2 separate regions of the Sus scrofa genome follow, and region 2 is linked to region 1. A link is a contact called in public Hi-C data. All regions are on one chromosome and are shown on one strand. The core of a region is the stretch at or near the end of the contact, and the rest is flanking DNA. Distances in the headings are between cores, read along the strand shown. Region 1 holds the start of SLC16A14 (monocarboxylate transporter 14). Region 2 overlaps LOC110257072 (probable G-protein coupled receptor 148).

What was found. A called contact is a pair of places that touch in the nucleus more often than the background predicts.
Region 2: a contact with region 1 is called in a Hi-C map of fetal liver, with 2.8 times the contacts expected there. The contact joins the enhancer-like site here to the promoter of SLC16A14 in region 1. A contact is called at or near these places in 1 of 5 promoter capture datasets (fetal liver), 7 of 47 Hi-C or Micro-C datasets (brain, fetal liver, heart right ventricle and 4 more) and 2 of 2 datasets of contacts at active chromatin or transcription factors (alveolar macrophages and skeletal muscle).

What each region holds. Positions count from the first base shown.
Region 1 is chr15:131,077,614-131,083,834 of Sscrofa11.1, forward strand. It overlaps SLC16A14 (monocarboxylate transporter 14), which reads right to left and starts at 3,318. Exons shown (of 5, transcript XM_021075126.1): 1 at 2,917-3,318.
Region 2 is chr15:131,146,778-131,152,998 of Sscrofa11.1, forward strand. It overlaps LOC110257072 (probable G-protein coupled receptor 148), which reads left to right. Exons shown (of 4, transcript XM_021075660.1): 4 at 3,491-5,544. The coding sequence starts at 3,513. The coding sequence ends at 4,427. Among named protein-coding and RNA genes, the nearest start is that of SLC16A14, 69 kb to the left of the region's middle. Within about 2 kb of position 3,909, at least 1 of the 83 cell types and tissues checked has an H3K27ac peak or open chromatin away from gene starts, as enhancers often do. A contact at or near this core is called in fetal liver, where this site is marked.

The DNA.
Region 1 (6,221 bases), core at 2,068-4,567:
GCTTTATTTGCTCATAAATAAATGACGCTAAATAGCATTTAATGGAAAAGTTTTGTTCAAGAGGTGCAACGGTGCACGTAGAAAATAGTACCAAACGGAGAGTGGGGGTTGGGGGGGGGGAGGACAAAGTTCTGTCAGACCTTTAGGAGGTCCCTGAAGATCTTCCAGGCAATGGGATGGTCTGCATTTCACACCCACATCGGTTTAAAAGTAATTCCTCTTCCGCCTAATCACAGTTACCTGACTGCCCAGCCACGTTAACTAAAACAAACGAAGGGCATCAGAAATATACATGTCTATCCCTCACCTCCAAGTCTGCTTTAGCATTTTAATCTTTTTTTTTTTTTTTTCCTGCACCTGCATTATGTGGATGTTCTGAGGCCAGGGATGGAACCTGTGCCACAGCAGCGACCCGAGCCATAGCAGGGATAATACTGACTCCTTAACCCACTGAGCCACCAGGGAACTCCTGCTTTAGCATTTTGGCATTTATGTAATAATAAGATACAAAATACTTACCTGAGTGTTAGGACCCTACTCTCACTTGCAGAGAGTGGGAGAATGGGGGTGGGGTGGGGCATGGGGGTTTCTGGGTGACCCCACCCCAGGCTCCAAGTCTTTCTCCCCTATATAGTCTTTGAGCTCCCTCGTCTTTTCCACATCTTGACATACGTGTAAAATGACAACCCATGTGTGGGACAGTGGGGGAAATGGAGCAGTGAGGGCGGGATTTCTGCTAAGGGTGGATGTGTAAAATACAACCTATTCTAGGCTCATCTAGACCGGAAGCTCTGCAGGTGATATTAGGGTCTTGCATTGAAGGAGCTTGGGGAGCTAGAGGAAGGAAATGGGAAGATTATGGGCCCAACAGTCAACCTCTCACTCTTTCTCAAAGTGAGTTCATGAACCGTGCGAGAGAAACCATCAAGGGAGGAAATGAAGTAACACATGCAGGCTGTGACATAGAGGTCAGCTCCATATCTGCCTGGTAACAGGCAGAAATGAAAATAACTTAGAGCCTACTGAAGGGTTTCAGAGACTCAAGTTTCCACAACTCTGTTAGGGGCATACATTTTATGAGCATGTCATTGATTTTTTTTTTTTTTTTGTCTTTTTAGGGCCGCACCTGCGGCATAGGGAAGTTCGCAGGCTAGGGGCTGAATTGGAGCTGCAGCTGCCACAGCAACATGGGATCTGAGCCGCGTCTGTGACCTACACCACCGCTCATGGCAACGCCCGATCCTTAACCCACGGAGCGAGGCCAGGGATCGAACCTGCAACCTTATGGTGACTAATCGGGTTCGTTAACCACGGACCCACGATGGGAACTCCATGATTTTTAATTTGGTTATTGTGATTAGGTCACATGTGATGAGCTCATTATAAATGAGCAGTAAAGGGGGAAGGGACAGATGAAAATGAAAATTACAATCTTCCCCAAAGGTGGTCAGACTATGTTGGTAGCAGATTCTTCATTAGATGCAGGTGTATGGTGGCTCCGTGGGTATGTGCCCTCTAGACCTGGTGCACACTGGAAATCTTGGGCCTTTAGAGGGCGCACTTGAGGCCAAGAGGCTGAAGAGAGGAGCAGCAAAGGCTGGGCAGCTGAGCTAGTGCTGAGACGACACAGCAGGAGGAATGCGGAACCTAGCGGGGTTAACGCTGTATTAGGGGGAAGTAAACATATAAAAGCCTTCTATGGGTCAGGGGCTGTCCTTGGTGGCTTCTCCACATAATTCTGTCCATTTGATATTAATGTTCCATTTCACAGATTGAGTTAATCGAGGCACTTTGTAGAATGTGGCGATGAAGCTTAAGTCAAACTAGCAGGTGGCAGAGGCCAAATTTGAACTGGGGGCCTGAGGGATTCCAAACCCTGTTTTATCCACCCCCCCAACTAATAATTTAACCAATTAGCTCTCTCATACACACACAAAGAAGCCAGGCAAGACGAAAAGGAATCTTTCTAATGACCAGTAATAACCCTCACTCATCCTTGCTAATGAGCCTGGATCAACTTTTCCGCGGAAAGAAAACGGCTTAATTGGTAAGCAGAGTTGAGCTCCTAAAACCCCGCCAATGGCCTTGGGGGCATCAGGCCCTGAAATGGCCGCCCCTGGTCCCTTGCCCTATTTTAGTCTCTTCTTTCCTCTCCGGAGGAGCCTTGATCAGACCCACTAGGAAGGACCTGCACCTGCAAGTCCTGGCCTTGTCCCCGCTCGACCCGGCCTCGGAGCCCCTCCTCCCAGCACCATCCCCGCCACGGGCCCTCCTCCCTGGCACTTCTTGATCCCTCTTCTCTGGCACCCAGAGACCCCCCGGCCCCCATCCCCGGCAGCCCGCGTCTCCGGCTGGCTCGGAAGACGCCAGCACCTCGGGGAAGCGGGCCCGATGGCAGTCCTGGCAGCCAGCGCGGGGAGGCAACCCGCATCCTCAAGTCTCCTAGCCGCGCCGCCCCCGCCCGGGTTTCCCCCTCTCCGCTCCATCACTGCTAGATCGAGTCCCAAACTGGGGTCGCGAGACAAGGCGGCAGCGATGGTGGGCGCGGGGCCGAGCGCGCCCCTGGGGCCCGGGTTCCGAGGGGGCGCTGAGCGCCCTGGCCGACGCGCGCGGGGCCCTGGCCGCCGTGGGAGCGAGGCGCGCGTCCCCACGCTCCGCCCCGGCCCGCGATTACCCCGCCCGCCCCGAGGTGGCCTCGCCCGCGGCTCGGGAGCCCCCCGGCGGGCGGCCTGGGCGCGACTCCCGCGCCTCGGTGCAGCCCTACCCTCGACCGCCGGAGCAGCCTTCCCCGACCCTGCCCCGGGCCCGCGCCGCCGCTTCCCGGGCGTGTGGGTGCATCGGCCACCCGCCATCCAAGATGCGCCCGGGGCCGCTCCATCCCCGGGCCCGCGGCGCCGCAGGCCTCGGGATACTCACCGCCCGCAGCCCGCGAGGCGGCGGCCTCACTCGGCTCCTGGCCCGGATGCCCGAACTTGCTGTCTTCCTCGGAGCCCCCTGAGCGGCTGGGCGGAGAGAATTGTAGCGATGTCGCCTATCATCCTGGAGATGCGGGTACCCGCAGCTCGGCGCTCCGCCGGGCTCGGTGCGCTGTGCGGGCTCCCGGCGCCTCTGCCGCTGGCTGCCGGGCCAGCTCCGTTTTGTGGAGCTTCGAGCTCGAGGCCTCAGTACGTGTGGCTTTAAAAACGGTGCGTTCGGAGGTGCCCGAACCTAACCTGAGCTTCCTTCCAATCCGTGCAATTTCAAATCTCCACGCTCGCTCATTCCTATACCGGCTAATTCTGGTTTGGCAGGAAAAAAAAAAAAAAAAAATTGCAGTCACCTCACGTGCACACTCTTGTGGCCGCTTGTAATTTCTAGCTTTGGCTGAGCTTCGCTAATGCTCTTGGCACATTCATAACTGTAGGAAAGGGCCTGAGAGCTAAGGTGCAGGTGAGCGTAGAAGTATCTTGCATTTCTCTGAGACAGAGAAGTGATTAAAAAACAACAACAAAAACCCTCATGTAAGGCTAGGGCACAAAATATGGCAGCTTGTAGCTGGAAGACTTGGGCAGGCCCCGCGGTTTTCTTGGCCAAAAAGGACAAAAATTCCATATCTTTTGTCCCATCCCAGGTGGTACCTCTTCCTGCCCCTCCACTATCTGACTGTAGCCTGCTACCTGCATTGATGAGTGCCAGGTACAAATTTCATTTCTAAGTGTATCTACTCTGTTCCCAACGAGGCACCCACTACAGGCTTGGACCCCGTGGAAAGTGTCCAGTATTTGTTAAGAGAATGTAAAATAGCCTATTTTACCTCACCTGAAGGGTTTTGGACATAGGCTGTGTTGCTGTTGTACCATAGTCTCACAAAGGTGTGATTGAAAACAACACAAAGTTATTATCTTAGAGTTCTGGAGGCCGGAAGTCGGAGATGGGTCTTCCTGGGCTAAAATCAGTGAAATGGCGGGGTTGTGTTCCTTCTGGAAGCTCTAGGGAAGAGCTCGTGCTTCTAGGGGGTGTTCACATTCCTGGGCTCCAGGCCACTTCCTGTCCTCAAAGCCAGCAACTTGTGTCACTCTGGGTCTTTCTGTGTAGCCCCATCTCCCTCCGTCTCTTCAATTCTGCCTACCTCTTCCCCTTTTAAGGGCTGGGGGGATTTCATTGGGCCTACCCGGGGTAATTGGATTCTTGGCTAATCCATCTAATCGCCTCGTTTTAAGGCCAGCTGATTAACAAAATTAATTAATGAATGCCACCTGCAGCCTTAATTCCCTTTGCCGTGTGAGGTAACATCTTCTTAGGGTCCAGGGATTAGGATGTGGACACATCTTTGAGGGGCCATTATTCTATCTACCATGAAATTCCTTCTTCCTTCTTTTACCCTTCCTTTCTTATTTTATTTTTTTGCAAAAAAATAAGATGCACATGCATTTCACATAGTCACTTCTTTTTTTTTTCATTTTTAAAAAAAATTTATTGAAGTCTAGTTGATTTAGAAGGTTGAGATCATGTCTCCTGTGCAACAGAGATTCAGTTATGCATGTACACCCATCCATTCTCTTTCACATTCTTTTCCCACATAGATTATCACAGAATATTTTTTTCTACAGAATAAAATACATATATTTAAACACAATGACATTCAGACAGATTATTATATCATGGATCTTAAGAAACAGATTAAGTGTCTCCCTCTGGAGAAGTGGAATGGAAAATATGCTGAGACAAATAGGAAATTTATTCTCTGCTTTATCCCATTTTGTATGGCTTTCATCTTTACTATTTAGTATTATCTATTACATTTCAATTTTTCTTTAAAAATTAGCACTATATTAAAATTGTGTATATTGTGCAACTAAAATATGTAAAGAAAAAGCCTCACATACCATTAAATATTTTATATAGCATAATAAAAAGAATAACTTAACTGGTAAGAATAACAAAAATAATACACCCTCTGAAAATAAGTAAAATATAAAATACATAAATTGGTTAAAAAACAGTGTAACTATATAAATATGTCCTCACAATTTGTTGCATCTTATTGATCAATAAAGGCATTACACCATTCTAGGTGATGTGATAAACGAGACATTATAGACCTTACATCGTACCATGGAGAGAAATGGTTATTAATAATACAATTGTAGAACTGTATTATTTAATTGTACAGTTGCATTATTTAATTATAATTATCATAAATTCTTTGATGGAGAGGAAATCAGAATCAGTTCTAAGAAGACTTCAGCATTCCAAGAATGATGTCAAATGACCCCCTTCATGGTGGATTATGTACTTATTTACTATGAGATCTATTTCTTCTCCAGAGATACATAGTCACTTCTTATATATCAAATCTTGATTTAAAAAAAAATCATTGAGAGGGAGTTCCCTTCGTGGCGCAGCTGTTAATGAACCTGACCAGGATCCATGAAAATGCAGGTTGGATCCCTGGCCTTGTTCAGTGGATTAAGGATCCAGCATTGCCGTGAGCTGTGGTGTAGGTCACAGACTTGGCTCGGATCCCACATTTCTGTGGCTGTGGCATAGGCCAGCAGCTGTAGCTCTGATTACACCTCTAGCCTGGGAACCTCCATATGCCACAGGTACGGTCCTAAAAAAAAAAAAAAAAATCATTGAGAACATTATGAGAAATTGGGGTCAAGCGAGGACATTTTGATGTGGCCCCAGGCCTGTGTGGTCCACATGTTTTACTTTTGTTGATCAGAACAGGAGCAAAAGGATGGTTAGTATTCCCTTGGGCCAACCTTCTCAGCTCATTTCAACCAGGCTTTTGGCAGTAAATTAAGATGGGGTTCCTGGCAAATACCTCAAGTATAGATAATCTATCTCGTTTGAAAAGAGGTCTCTAAGATGTTTAAAGTCTTTTTTTTCCCCCTCTGAAACCTTTTAGAATTATTGAGATGTAATTGATGTATTATGAACTGTGCATATATACACACGTGGCATATGGAAATTACCAGGCTGGGGGTGAATTGGAGCTACAGCTGCCGGCCTACGCCACAGCCACAGCAACATGGGATCCCCGACCTACTGAGCAAGGCCACTGAGCAAGGCCAGGGATTGAGCCCAAATCCTCATGGATACTATTTGGATTCATTTCCACTGCACCCAACGGGAACTCCTAGAACTATATATATTTAAACATACAGTTTGCTGAGTTTTAGCATAAGTTTGTAGAACTGGAATTCCCACTGTGGTACAACATGATGGGTGGTTTC
Region 2 (6,221 bases), core at 2,659-5,158, 70 kb after region 1:
CCAAGGAAGCCCTTAATTTTGAAGGTGGTACCCTGAGGGCAGCTACAGCCCTGTGCTCTGGGAGCCAGAGATTAAGGAAAAGGCATTTATTGCAGGCAGATGTGCATTTTCCTGTTCATTATTGAGGAGTTCTTGCAGACTCAAAAATCTGCAGCTAAAAGAAATCTTGACAATGACAATGATCATTACAATTTCTGTTCCTTGCTGAAGAGCTGGAGAGTAGAGAGAGTAAATGCCTGGAGTTTAACAGCATGACAATGCAGAAAAATCCATCAGAATAGGGAAAAGTCTCCACAGAGGGTGAAATGCAATATGTAGGGGGGAAAATTACACCTTCAGTGAAGGATTTCATAAGGAACCTGGCATTTTAGATTCTTAGGAATTTGCAGTGGTTGTACCTCCACTGTGATTTGCCCTTTAGGAAATCAATAGCATTTACTGTGCCTCTTCAGGGTCCATTTGATATACTTTGATCTCTGGGAGCCAGAATAAAAGAATAGAAACTTATCTAAGCTAGCCCAAATAGTAGAGGGGTGTGTGTGATGTTTTCAGAACCAAGGACAGAAAATGCAGGGCCTCTTGGTGGAACCGGAAGTCCAGGAGCCCCCATTTGCTCTGTGTCTTGCCGGGGCCTTCGTGGTCCCTGCTTCTCTCTGCTTCTCCCCTACCCCTCTCTGTCTCTCTCTCTTCCTCTCATCTGCACGCCAACATGACTGGCAGGTCAATGACATTGCGCTCGAACTGCATTCTCTGAGAATCCTTGGGTTCGATTTTTAAGAGACAGACCCTGATGGACTCAGCACAGTCTGCAGAATGATTTTTCCATGAGGCAGAAGTTTACTCCCTGTCCGAGCTTCTGTGATGGAGGAGCAGGCGATGTCTGAGGAAGGTTGTAAGGAAGTGAGGTGGCAAGGCTACGGAGGGGCCCAGGCGCTTGGCTGCAGGGCAGTGGGGAGGCAACTGTCGGTATTTCTCCAGCAGACTTTTCACAGAGACAGCAATGACATTGTCATTTGGGAGCTTCCAAGATGCCACACAGTGTGCTGTGCATGCTTGGGAAGCTTTATCAGGCTACTGGGCACGTCTTACCGTCTTAGTGGGCCCCATCCTGCAGCAACACTGAGATCCCAGCACCTTCCCGGGCATGCCCTCTTCCAGCCCCTCAGCAGTAGAAACAAGCGTTCCTACAAATGGGTCCAGCTGGCCAAATGACATTGACCCAAGACGCACTGGGAGAATGCATCCCTTTGGCCTTGCCGTGGCTGAGAGAGTCAGCTCAGGCCTTGCTCCAAATCCAAATCCTGGCCCAACCAAGGTGACAACTGTACGACCTTGAGTAGCTTGTTACTTGTCCTACATCTGAGGTTTCCCACTTGTGAAAAGTGCATAATCAACCATGGGGTAGATGGAGTTCCTGTCGTGGCTCTGCGATTAACCAATCTGACTAGCATCCATGGGGACACGAGTTCGATCCTTGCTCCGTGGGTTAAGGATCCGGCATTGCCGTGAGCTGTGGTGTAGGTCGAAGACACGGCTGGGATCCCGCGTTGCTGTGGCTGTGGCGTAGGCCAGTGGCTACTAGGGGTCCGATTTGACCGCTAGCCTGGGAACCTCCATACGCTGAGGGTGTGGCCCTAAAAAGCAAAAACAAACAAACAAACAAAAACCATGGGGTGAAAAATAAAACATACTCCAGACTTAGTAAGGAATATTCTCTGAGGAAAGTTTTTGATCCCTAGAAAGTACTTCATCATCCATGATTGCCGTCATTATCATTTTCATTATCATTTTCATTTTCATTATCATTTTCATTTTCATTACCATTTTTATTATCATCATCATTTTGCTCTCCCTTTCCCGTCTTAGGGACCCGGATCCATTTGCAGCAACAACTTCCCCACATTCCTCACACCTTTGGCCCTAATTTTGCCCATAGACATTTGCCTGCATTAAATGTTAACGAGGGTTTGGTAGCTAATCATGGACCTTGACAAAGTTGTGGTTTATCCTCCAAATTGAAGAAAAAAGTTCTCACAAAGATGGAAAAGGAGGCTTAAGGAATAAAACTTTGACCTGCTTTGGCGCAACTTGCTGGGGGTATTTAGAGAACACCTTTCATTCCTCCCCCCACCCCCCGACACCTTTTAGATGATTTGAGCATATGTTTAAAATTCTGATCCTATTTCCTGTGTGGTAGTCCCCCCCAACCCCTCCTACCACCACAACCAAGGCAATTCTTCAACATAGGCTGGGAGTCCTACATTTCAACTCCGTTCAACACTATAAACCTGGAGGCAGAGCCAGACCCCACAGGTTAAGGGCTCAGTCTTATAAGACTGTCTCACATCCCTGCTCAGACACCAGTTGGGAGGCCAGGTTGTCACCTGTGTACCTTCTTGCATTGGACTAACTTCCTTAAAGGGGCTCACAGAACCAAGAGAATATTTTACTTACTAGATCACCTGTTTAGTGCAAGAGCGTGTAACTCAGAAGTAGCCAACGGAAGAGATGCGAAGGGCAAGGTGTGGGTAGGGGCCACAAAGCTTCCACACCCTCTCCTGGTGTGTCACTGTCCCTGAAGCTTCACCAACATGGAAGCTTTCCCAGCCCTGTCCTTTGGGTTTTTGGGAAGGCTTCATTGCACAGCCGCAATTGATTGAATCATTGGCCACTGGTGATTCATTCAACCTCCAGCCCCTCTCCTCTCCCTGAAGGTTTGGGGAAGGGGTGGGACTGAAAGTTCCAACCTTTTAATCACATGGTTGGCCCCCTTCCTCAAACCTCCCCACCCCTGAGGGGTCCCTATTCTCAGGTGACTTAGGGACTTTCCAAAAGTCACCTCATTAACATAACAAATGTCCCTCAATCTCATCACTTAGCGTGTTCCAAGAGTTTTAGCTCTGGGCTAGAAATGAAATGAAGACCAAGTATGTATATATATATGTGTGGTGTGTGTGTGTGTGTGTGTGTGTGTGTGTGTGTGTGTGTGTGTGTGTGTGTTTCTTATTATAAATCATAATATCATGGTACTCACTCACCTGAAATGAAGACTCCAAATGATTTCTTTCTTTTTTTGTCTTTTTAGGGATGCAGCTGCTGTGCCTGCAGCATGTGGAAGTTGCCAGGATAGGGGTCAAATCAGAGCTGGCCCTACCAGCCTAAACCACTGCCACAGCAAAGCCAGATCCAAGCTGTATCTGAGACCTACACTGCAGCTTGTGGCAATTCTGGATCCTTAACCCACTGAGCGGGGCCAGGGATCAAACCCTCATCCTCATGGATACTAGTCGGGTTGGTTAACCACTGAGCCACGACGGGAGCTCCCCAGATAATTTCTTTGATCCGCGTCAACACTCTCTCTAAAGTTGCCATCATCTGTAACGAAAAACATATACTCTGTTGCTTGAGACTGTCCCCAAGGTCAGAGCGTTGGAAGACCACATGAGAGGCTTTACCGCAGATTCACCCTTTGTCGTTCTTTCTCCTGCAGGAGCCAAGGTGGCCTGAAGATCATGAACGTGTCTTCCGAGCACTGCAACACGTCGCATTGGCTGAGACTGGAAGCAACAGTGAAGGCCTCTGTATACGTGGTGGCTTTCTCCTTTGCCACCTTCACCACGGTCATCATTGTCTCCATAGTGTCACAGAACTCCAAGATGAGAAGGGAGGTCCGATACATCCTGCTTTGCCACCATCTGCTGTGCATCTCCTCCTACTGTGGCCTGGGGGTGGTTTTCCAGGGGATGCGGGCCATGCTGGCCAACAGCTCCCTGCTGATGTGCTGGGTGGTATTCGGGGCACAGCTCAGTGTTGGGGAAGGGATTCTCTTCACTCTGGCCCTGATGGCTGTCCACACCTACCTAGTGATTTGCTGGCCTTTGAAATCTCTGTCCTTTGTAGATTTAGTTAAATACCGGATTCTGGCTGGGATCTGGGTAATCATTATACTGAAGAATGTTTGCTTATTCCTCATAGAGGGCACTAACTCCACTTGGGTTGCTCTTTTAAAATCTGAACCCCTTTGCCCGGTGATCTTGAATGGCATTCCTGCCAGAGCCATCGGCATGGCTTTCCTTTTCCTCCTTCTGTCTATCATTCTTCTAAGTTACTCTCTGATATACAAAGAAGGGAAACGGGCTGGCCACTTTAATAGGTCCAATATCAAAGCAAGGAAAACAGTCCTTATCCATTTAGTGCAGTTGGGTTTGCATGTAATACCAACCCTGTTATTCATAGGTTTGGGAAAGAAGTGTGGCGTGTTTTTCTCTGCGTTAAATCTGGTGCTCTTTGGAGTCTTCGCGTTTGCCCAGTGTTTTAACCCTCTGATCTATGGACTCTGGAATAGAGAGCTGCAAAGCAGATTATACTATAGGATGTGCTGTCAACAGCAGTGTGGTCACACGATGAACAGCAGAGGGCCAGTTTAAACCAAAATTGAGCCATTTTAAATCAATAATGCTAGTCTTAATGAATGGACCGTCAGCTAAGGTGGAAGATTTGCTGTTTATTCAAAATTGATGCCTCAATTTGATTTTGAAAGTAATATGAGCAAATCAAACTTATTCACCTGGCTTAGAAACCGTGTTGCTGTATACACGGAGTTGGCCTCCGTGAAATCATTTCATGTCTTTAAACTGAAATTAGCATTTGGGGCAGCATGCCTTACTGTGTTTTAGGAGTTGGTCAGCTTTTGAGAATGCACTTGTTTTTAGAAACTGAGATATAGTCCATGGTTGATAGGAGGAGAAGTTTGGATCTTCCCCTTATATTAATTAGCAGTAGATTTGGCTACATATAATAACAAGTCAGAAACAAAATAATAGTTAGTATAAAAAGTTAGAGACTGATTTTTTTTCTTATGTAAAAGAAATCAAGAGATAACACAATCCAGGCTTATGTGGCCACTCTGCAGGCCACAGGCTCATTCTCTTCTATTCTTCTCTGTGGTTAGTATACTACCTCATGACCCAAGATGGCTATTAGTGCTCCTGTTGTCACATTTGCACTCCAGCCAACAGGAAGGAGGAAGGGGCAAAGAAATCTCCATACCTTCCTTCTAAAGACAATTTCTAGAAGTTAAACAACACTTTTTCTTACATCTAACTGGCCAAAATTTAGTCATGTAGTTATGACCTTAGATTTAAGGGAGAGTGGGAGGAAATTTTAGTAGGGTAGCAGTGTCTCCAGCTAAAAATTGGGGTCATTAATACCAGAAAAGGAAAGAAAAATGGATATTAGGAGGCAAAATTATTTCAAGCAAAATTTTTATTTATTTTATTTCCTCTCAATGAAATAAAATATAAAGAATGACAATGGATGAGTTATGATGCTCACAAAAACACAGTACATCTTTTATTTTGATATACAAATACAGAATTATCTGTTCTGGATCCCAGAAAAATTTATTTGGGTTATCTCAACAGCTTTCGAAGGGAATGGCATCAATAAGGAGATCACTGAACTGGTTTAAACTTGGGAACTCATAATTTAAATCTAAGTAAGTTTTGGGCAGTAGTATGAAATAAATTATTTCCTGGAAGTTTACATATGATATTTCTTTAGATAAAACACCAATATCTGAATCAGTCAGGGTTCAGTTCTAGTTTTAGGAATCATCTCTCTAGGTATTTTGAACAGAAAGTATTTAATAAAGGAATTAGATGCTTACAAGGTCACTGGAAGGGTTAGAGAAATGGAAATCAGGGGACACCACTGATTGATGCCAAGAGCAAACCACTGCAGCTGTGATCTGGATGTCAAACAGATGCTTCCACCACTGCCCCCCTGCTTCATGCCACTTGTGTCTTTGTGACTTTATAAGTGAAACAGCGACATGAAAATGGCCTCCATTTCCTTCCATCTTCTGAATCTCACACGCTTGGCTATAGTATGTAGAATCTAACTGGTACCCAGACGCTAAGAGCAAAGGAGTCTGGGAAATGTAGTTCCTAGTTTCACAGACATGGCAATACAGGAAGCTATCCCAAAAGAAGTATGAAATGAAGATTGAATGAGCTAGTTCATGGATCCCCCATTATGCTATTTAGTTATATTTGCAGGTAACCAACAAAGACAACCGATGCCATGTATTGAGCAACTCTTACTCCAGATGCTATGCAAGCTGTTTTACATACACTATGTCAAGTCTTCCCAACAATTTTTTTTTTTTTTTTTTGCGTTTTTAGGGCCACACCTGCGGCATATGGAGGTTCCCAGGCTAG